Regions from separate parts of the Hordeum vulgare genome. Here region 1 is linked to region 2. A link is a contact called in public Hi-C data. All regions are on one chromosome and are shown on one strand. Each heading gives the region's core, a stretch centred on a gene start, on an enhancer-like site or on the middle of the called end of the contact. The rest is flanking DNA. Distances are from core to core; before and after follow the strand shown.

The links. Hi-C and Micro-C count contacts between places; a contact is called where the count stands out from the background.
Region 1: a Hi-C map of leaf shows a contact between it and region 2, with 7 times the contacts expected there. The contact joins two enhancer-like sites. A contact is called at or near these places in 1 of 6 Hi-C or Micro-C datasets (leaf) and 1 of 1 datasets of contacts at active chromatin or transcription factors (embryo).

The regions. Positions count from the first base shown.
Region 1 is chr6H:409,074,990-409,079,770 of MorexV3_pseudomolecules_assembly, forward strand. No RefSeq gene overlaps it. Among protein-coding and RNA genes, the nearest start is that of LOC123401370, 63 kb to the right of the region's middle. Within about 2 kb of position 2,077, at least 2 of the 3 cell types and tissues checked have open chromatin away from gene starts, as enhancers often do. A contact at or near this core is called in leaf, where this site is marked.
Region 2 is chr6H:408,604,692-408,609,032 of MorexV3_pseudomolecules_assembly, forward strand. LOC123402876 (3-isopropylmalate dehydratase small subunit 1-like) reads right to left here. Exons shown (of 2, transcript XM_045096837.1): 2 at 2,792-3,105. Among protein-coding and RNA genes, the nearest start is that of LOC123402876, 5.7 kb to the right of the region's middle. Within about 2 kb of position 1,645, at least 1 of the 3 cell types and tissues checked has open chromatin away from gene starts, as enhancers often do. A contact at or near this core is called in leaf, where this site is marked.

The DNA.
Region 1 (4,781 bases), core at 827-3,326, 470 kb after region 2:
CAATCATAGTTATAATCTGGAATGCACGGATACTTCACTGACCTCACGTATACGTATCGGGATGCCGTATCCGATACTAAGAAAACAGTTGTGCATATCATGTCCATACGAGATTGCAAAATAGTAAGAAGCACTAGGAAATTAAACACACGCACACAGTGTTTGAAGAATCCGGAACGAGGCAAGAGGAATCAATAAACAATCCTTGCCCGAAAGACAAACCAGTCAGAAAAGGGAGGACTTACACCTTGAGGCAGCCGAGCAAGCACACCAGAAAAATTAAAAAGCAAGCCTTGGGATCCTTGCAGCCCTGGAAAGCAAAGGAAACCATTACAAAAAGTAAGTCACGTGCCGAACACATACACACAAGCAAGTAGGGACAGCACGGAGCGAAGATAGCCCACCTGAATATCGAGTCACTGTCTAGCGAAAGAGGAAGAAGCGCAAGATACCAATCTTAGAGTTAAAGGAGCACCTTAGCCCTGCACGATAAGACAAGAAAAGGGATCATCCAACAGAAGAACTGGATAGGTGAAACAATGCCAAGAAAAATAGCAGTTGAGTAAGTACAAGCACAGAGGAGAAGACAGCAAGATCCTCGCAATTCTGAAGAGCAAAGGAAATCGTTGCAAAGAGAAAATCACATGCGGAATAACTTACACAGAAGGAAGTTGAGTATGCAAGACTGCAAGTCACGGTCTCGCAAAAGGGAAGGTTAACACATAGCTCACGAGCATTTCATGGAGGTAAGCTACAACGGAGACGAGGTGAAGAAAAACAAACACGTTAGATTACGGTCATTTCATCGACCATTGACATGCTCGTCAAGGGAAGAAGGGCGTCGTCGACCATCTGAATTTAGGAAAAGCAACTCACAGAATGATCAAGCTTCAAGCAGCACCAGCAGCAGCAGCAGCTGAAGGACTCCACAGCAGGCCAAGATGAAGGATCAGCCGGCAAAAAGGCCCTGGAAAGCAAAGGGAACGGAACCATTGTAAAGAGTAAGTAAATCACGTGCCGAACACATACACGCGAGCGCGCGCGCATACACACAGCTACACAATCAAGTAGGTGCAGCAAAGTGCACCTGAATATTGAGTCACGGTCTCGAAAAAGGTGGTGATACTGATATCCAAAGGTCAGAGGTTGTGACAGGACGTAAGCTACCTAGGAAACAGGGCAACGAAGAAACACACGTTAACTCACGGGCATTTCATCAAACAGTACATGTGCAGTGAAAAACTTAGTCGGTCACCTGTGTTGAGCAAGAAGACAAGTGGGTGAATGAGCAAGCAGGAGCACCGGTATCCCTGCACGGCAAAAGCACACCAGTGAGAACCCAGATAAGAAAAACACGTGCCCCGAGCAGAGTTGGTCTGCGGCACCCAACGGACACCCGGTCGGCGGGCAGCTCAAGGTGCTCAACCGCATGTGCTCCACCATGAGCCTCGCTGCGGCAAGCACTGCCGCTCCCTCGAGGCGCTCCGTGGTCACCTCGGCTTGGGCGCCTTGCTGCCCTCCAAGCCCGCCTGCGCCACCGCCTTCCAAGCACAAGCACAGACAGACGGAGCAAACCCTAGAGTCGAGTCGAGGCAAGTGGTCGCAGGAAGGAATACGTACTACGTAGTCATCATGGAGTTGGGAAAGGGGAAGGTGAGCTCACCGGCAATTCGTCGAACAGATCAAGAGCGGCTTGGAGCACCGAGGAATAAGACGGAGAGAGGGAGCAACCCCGGACCCGGAGGCGGAGCAAGTAGCAGCACGGGTAGGTAGCCCTGCACGGCAAGGAGATGAGCCGGCGAAGGAATCCGATAGGGGAGAAAAGCAAAAGGGACGCGGATCAAGCCGGCCGGCGACGGGAGGAAGCAGCAAAACCTCGCCGCCTCGTGCTCAAGCCTGAATTACGCCGCAATGTGGAGGAAGAGGAAGAAGAAGAAGAAGATGGATTCGCGTGAGGGGGCTTGGGAGACAAGGAAGGAAGCCGCCGCTCCGCTCCGCCGCTCCCGTCCCCTCTCCTCTGCTCTCTGCACAGCGTGGGTTATCCTCTTCTTCTTTCTCAGCGGGCAAGGCCGAAGGTGGCGGCCCACGCTCCAGTCTGGGCCTACAAAAAAACAATGTGAGGACACACGAGCACTCAGCCCAGATCCTATTAGCCACTTTTGCTTTTTTCTCTTTTTGAGGAAAAATAGGAATTTCTGCGTTTTTTTAGGCGTATTAGGAAATTTTTTTATTTTCTTTTTAATTTGAATTCGTTAACTTTTTTAAATACAAAAAAAATCAAATTTGTGAAAGAAACGTTTAAAATCAACGGGTCAATCACTCGTTAGCATGGTTGCGTCAACAAATCAAACCAAATCCCAAAAAAGTAAATCAAACCAATGCCTAGGGCTACCCAAGGGAGCCAAGTGATCTAGTTCGTGGTCCGGCCCACACGACGATACATTGAGCACCAGTTGTCTTCAGAGGCGCTAAAGGCGCATAATAGGAAATCTCAGCCTCCTCTCGGGCGAGGAGTCGTGCCTCCTGCTCGATCAACTAATAAGCACCAACGCCGCCCATAAGTATGTCTACCTCTCTATGACCCCCCCCCCCTCCCCTGGGGAACTCCGAACATGTGTCGTGCTCGGGGGCTTCCTGTGTTTGGCTAGAGCGGGAAGGAGATAGGTAGCCTACATCGGGAAACGAGTAGAGCAGGGTCACGCCAGGCAATGTGGAGCCCTTCCCCTGAGGGGTGGGCACGTTGTCGGAGTTAAATCATGCGGATCTCAGCTAGGGGGGCCTAACTAGTGATCTTGGTACAATGGTGATAAGACAGAGAAGGGACACGATGTTTACCCGGGTTCAAGCTCTCTCGAAAAGGTAAAAACCTACATCCTTCTTTGTTCTATTGATTGTGGTTGGGGTACATTTTTTCGAAAAGGGACGCTTTATTACTTAAGAAGTTAAGGTGGATGGGGTACATAATACATGTTGATCTACCTCGATATCGTATGTGTATGAATCTGTCTCAATATGAGATCACGTATGGACTAGCCTAGCCTCGGTTTATATAATGTACTCGAGGCATGGGATAATATAAGTCCTAGTCGGCTACATCGGTCGAGAGGAGTCCTTGCATTGTCTTGTATGTCAAGTCTTGTGGCATCTTTCTTAGATGAGTCGCGAACAGCCCAGGATGAAACCACCACGGAGTTCCTTGGCTCGGCCCTCCTGACCGGGGAGAGGACATGATGAGTATCCCCTAGTCCAACACACCATCACACGCACATATGAAAGAAAACACAATAAAGGAAGCATCGATCACTTATCAACTGCTTGGGGACAGGAAATTCCAATGACCTGACAATAATGAAAATAAATTGGTTCATTTGATGGATGTCGAGAACCAATGTGCTCTCAAACGGAGTATTCTTGCCTACCTGGACACCATATGTTGAACACGGTGTTTTTTGGGATATTTTTAAAGACCCCAACTTTAGCTAAAAGGTGGGCATGTACATTGTAGGCATCCATGTCCGGTTTGAAGGAAAACATATTTGATATTATAATTCAAACAGATACTTAAAACAAACATAAGTAATGAATATTTGAATAAAAAACAATTAAAAATCATAATTCAATATTTCAGACAAAAATTCAAAGTTTTTAACTGATTTCGAAAAGAATAATAAAATTCAAAAAGGAACAAAATGAATTAACAAAAGAAGAAGAGATAGAAAAGAAAAAAATGCTCAAGCCTTGACGCAACTAGGCGAAGGCATCACTCTCGTCGGGCACTTGTCGGTCCAGCTCGAGCGCTTGCGGGTTTTTATAAAGTACATCAACTTTAAAAATAGTAAAATTCAAAATGGAGCAAAATGAATTAACAAAAGAAGAAGAGATAGAAAAGAAAAAAAAACTCTAGCCTTGGCGCAACTAGGCAAAGGCATCACTCTCGTCGGGCACTTCTCGGTCCAGCCCAAGCGCTTGCGGGTTTCTAAAAAGTACATCAGTTTTAAAATTTTAAAAATACAAAATATGTTTGTGTTTTGTCATAAATTCGAAAAATGGTCGAACTTTCAGAAAGAATCAAATTTTTCAAGAAATGTTCATGTATTTCAAGAACTGTTCGGGTATTTCAGTTTTTTTTTCATAAATTTTTAAAAATGCATTTAGAAATTGTTTGGGTTTTCCCAAAAATTCGAGTTTTTGTAACAATTGTTTGGATTTTAAAATTTTGGTTCATAAATTCATAACATGTTCTAATTTTCATAAATGTTTGGGTTTATCAAGAATTGTTCACAATGTCAAAAAATATGCCCAATTTAAAATTTCTCACAAACTCAAACTCGAACGATTTTTGAACCTGCTAACAATAGATTTTGAATTTATGCACTTTTTGAAAAGTGGAACTTATTTCAAAAATTGAATTCTTTTTTAATATGTTTATAATTTTAGAAATTGCAAAGATTTTCGAAGAAAAATGGATTTAGAAAAATCTGTACAATTTTGAATTTCCCGAACATTTTTTGTTGAAATGCGAACAATTTTTTACATTTGCAAACAGCTTGATATAAAATGCTAACAATTTCTGAAACCTCCGTTTCAGAAAAAAGAAACATGAAAGAAAAATAAAAACGAAAAACTAATACAGAAACAAACAGGAAGAATGTGTTAAATTTTTTGAAAACAATGTTTTTGATGTGCTCGTGGCTGCTGGATCTTATGATACTCTCTTCGTTCACTTTTGTAAGACGTATTAGACATTTATAAGACGACACTCAAAAGTCAAAACAATTCAT
Region 2 (4,341 bases), core at 395-2,894:
GCCTCCGCCTCCACCGACCTCGTGGCCTACTCGGATGCTGATTGGGCTGGTTGTCCTGACACGCGGCGCTCTACGTCAGGCTACGGTGTCTACCTTGGGCCCTCGTTGATCTCTTGGTCATCGAAGCGGCAACCCACGGTCTCCCGCTCCAGCGCCGAGGCAGAGTATCGCGTCGTGGCAAATGCCGTAGCCGAATGCTCTTGGATACGGCAGCTGCTACAGGAGTTGCTTTGTGACGTTCACAAGGCCACCGTCGTCTACTGCGATAACGTCAACGCGGTCCACCTCTCTGCCAACCCGGTGCACCATCGACGGACGAAGCATATTGAGCTTGATATTCACTTCGTGCGCGAGCAGGTTGCCCTTGGACGAGTTCGTGTTCTCCACGTGCCGACATCACAACAGTTTGCTGACGTCATGACTAAGGAATTGCCTGCTCCTGTCTTCGAGGAGTTTCGGTCCAGTCTCTGTGTCTCCAGTGATGCTTCGACTGCAGGGGGTGTTGAATATGTATTTGTGTTGCACGTGTATTAGAGTTGTGGCCCACCTCCTAGTCTTGTATAGTTGAGGTAAAGGTCTTTCCTTGTATTATATATACGTGCACCAGCACCCCTAATGAAATCATCGCATTACAATTCATCTATCTAGACTAAGGAAATTTTGATCACATTTTCTTGTAAGGTACGCAAAATGTTGAGTTTTGCGCAGCACATTTTTCATGCTGCTTAGTAGTCACACTTGACACTGAAGAATGAGCACACGAATGAGGTAGAATAAAAAAGCAAAGATGCTACACTTACGGGAACTTTTTAAAGGAGTTTTACGGACTGGTCTTTCTCCTCACTAATCTCTCCTTGATTTTTGGAGTGGGGTCCGTTTTATCTTAATCACCAATCAATACATTCCACCTCAGCTCAGCCTGTAAAACTCGCGTAAAACTCCCGTAGGTGTAAGATTGCTCATAAAAAAGGCTACGGAATCGGCTTCAGTTGGACACCATGTTTCTTCGTTCCGGTCGACGCCGACCAAAGGCAGGCGGCAGCCGAAGCCGCTACTAAAACGAACCCTACGCAAGCTGCACCATCATCATCATCATTGTCAAAGCGATAATGATCGGAGCGCTAACCCGCAATGAATGCGGCCTGCCTGCATCCCAAGCTTCCCTATCCTGAAAGCCCTGCCGCTCTTTCCGTGTGCGAACTGAAAAAGTCAGTGACCTTGTCGGCGAATCAGTTCGCCGTTGGCCGTTCGAGGCTGGATGGAGGCACGAAGACGATGACGCAGCAGCAGTGCCACGAAGGGGATAGGCGCCGGACAGAATGTGGCCGCGGTTTGAGTCCAGGGCCAGGAATGCACAGGGTTTACCTGGATGATTAAATGCGCTCGTTACGAATAGTTGGAGGGTTGACACTATGCCGGAGACGATCATGGGTCGGCCAGGCGCTGGACGATGTCAAACAGACGGGTGCAGTGCAGAGACGGGCCGGCGACCCCTGCCCGTACAGAGAGTCCAGCGAAATGGGAGCGGGAGTTTGACCTGGGCGCGCCGCTCTTCAAGTCGTGTCGCTCTCCTCCATGGGACAGCACACTGTTTGCATGATTGGCATTGCCAGAGTTGTCATGCACTCTCCGGCCACAGGTTAAGTTGCTCCATAAACCAAAAAATGGAGCATACAAACGGCATCGCCATCCTGAGAGCGACACTGAGGCAACGAGACGCGAGCCCACCAAATCATTAACGCAAAAGTCAGCTGCCTGCCCGCTGGCAGCTTGAAGAAAGTCTTGAGCCAGACGGGACGGGAAAGACGGACGGTCACTGGCTTAAATCCGTGATGTGGATAGGAGAAATAGGACGTACGTACTACCGTACGAGCAGCTAGCATACGGGGTGTGATGCCCATCGTTTTCCGTCGGCGCGCAGAGGCGGCAGCGCGGTGCGAGCCCATTGATGGCTGCCGCGAGAGCCTGCACCCGGTCAACCCCGTACACACGCCCGATCCTCCCCGGCCAGAGGCTCGCTCTCTCCGCTGCCGAGTCGCTGAGTTCGTGATGGGGTATGATCGACGTCTCGAGCGCACAGGTGCCGCGACGGGGTAAAACGGTGCGATCTGTCAAACGGCACCGCGCGCCGCCCGTCAAATGCGGGTAGACCTCGCTGTTGGATCGTGACGCGGGCGCCGCGGAGTTGAGGCGGGTAGGCGACAGAGGGAACCAAGAGCTGAGCTGAGGTCGGGCGGTGCGGGAGACGCGACGCAACACCAGGTGGCGCGACCCGTCGTCGTCAACTAGAGAAGGCGGTCGTGCCGTCTTCATGGGCTACGTCGGTGTGCCGAGACTGTGAGTGTCACCACAGAACAGCTCAGCAGCGGCCGGAAAGCTCGTCGCTGTATACACACTGTGGCGCGACCTGGGAGATCACCACAGGTTAGGCCCCGCTTGGGATGAATGTAAATTTATACACCTGTATTTATTTTACAAGTATTTATAGACTGAGAAAAAAACGAGGCATGTATCTGAAACCGGCCGAATACGAAAAGAGACGCTAGAGGCGTGTATCTGAAACCGGCCGAATACGAAAAGACGGCTAGAGCAAGCAGGGCCTTAGTGATTTAGAATCAGTGGAGAAATAAAGTCCAGGATAGTGCTATCCCAAAGCAAGGCCATATGCATATTTCAGATGATCTTTCTCTGTAAAAGGAAGACAAAAATTAACTTATTATTTTCCCCATCGCTTCCATAAATACAAAAGAAAGCGGATTTTCCTTTCCTCGCTGAATAGGAACGCCAAAAGTGACTGAATACAGTCCACCACTGCAATCAATAAACATAAGCTAGTGCTTGATTACACTTTTTTTTAACAGGGAGTACACTTAACTTGACATCAAAGATAACAGGTGTAAACAAGACTATTACATGGGTGTAACACTCACTACAACAAAGTTCAGCACTCTCGAGCCTAGTATTACTGGTACAAGGCAATGTCAAAGTAGTAGCAAAACTGCTGGACAATCACACCTCCAGAGAAGTGCAAAGACTCTTATTCATAAACCAGTCTTACTTGCCACCCGCAAGCGCTCAACTAATCTGACAGCAGATCAAGCTTACCTGGAGATGAATGTCACATTGTTAGCATTACACACATATGATACACAATAGTACGACTATGGGGAAGGACTTGATCATAAAATCTGGAGGATACAGTTCAGTGTCTACTGTCATAATATTAATACCTGACACAGCAGCAGATGTTTATCATTCTAGCTACGAAAACATGTTTCTATAATCAAGAAAATGAAAGTTCAGGCCGATTTAAATGAAATTGAAATACACGTGAAGTTTCTTCAATCAGCTAAATCAGTTGATAGTTCAAAGCTCAAAGAAATAACCAAGTATCTATGTTTGCCCGAACAGTCAGTCAATGGTGATGTTAACGCAAATTTAAACAACAACCTTATTAGCACAATCATGACTCATGAGTAATTTGTGACATTGGGTGGGATATCAAACCCCTGCAACTTCATATACAACTAACAATTCACGCAAGCTATATCTTGCACCAATTCTAGCCGATGTTGATGTTATTGCTCAAGCCAGGTCAAATAAACTCTGAACATCAGGACACTAACAAATCTCATGAAGACTGGATTATCTAACTAACTTTCTGGTTTTGTCCCTATTTTCCAACAGCATGTTATAAAATAAGTTCAACACAACACAGCCCAGCAACCACAAACTGAGCCTTAGTATATGTGGTGACCGGGTAGGATCTCGAGTCTCAGTGTTTACCGTGCTATTGCCTAGATCAATCGCTAGCATGCACAGTTGCGAATATGAAATATGAAAATACATGTCATGTTTTACATCGCAAACACAAATCCAAATTACTACATTATATGACACACCATCCAGAGGCCAGTTCAACACAAATAAAAGAGTTCATCAACACCACACAGCACACGCAAGTGAAGACTCGCTACCCTAACCTATTATTCCTTTTCACACATCTTGCTCTGCACGTAAAACGTAGCAGGTGAGTGAGTGAACTGAATGTACTCACAAGTTGATACCAGGAGAGATAACAGAGGTGCTTAGGGGTATGTCCTATGTAGGCTTATGGGGTTTATTTTTGCATAAATCCTGTTTTGAGTTTGAAATATCAATAATCCTTGGAAATGACTTGATAGTTTCCAAAATACATTATCAAGTAGTCTAGAGCCAATGTACAGTCTTCCAACTAACCTAGAAATGAGAGCCGTACTGGATCATAGGGTCCCAAAACATCACATCCGGCATGAGTTAATAACAGGTATACAGCATCAAATTCACTAGTGTACTACCAAA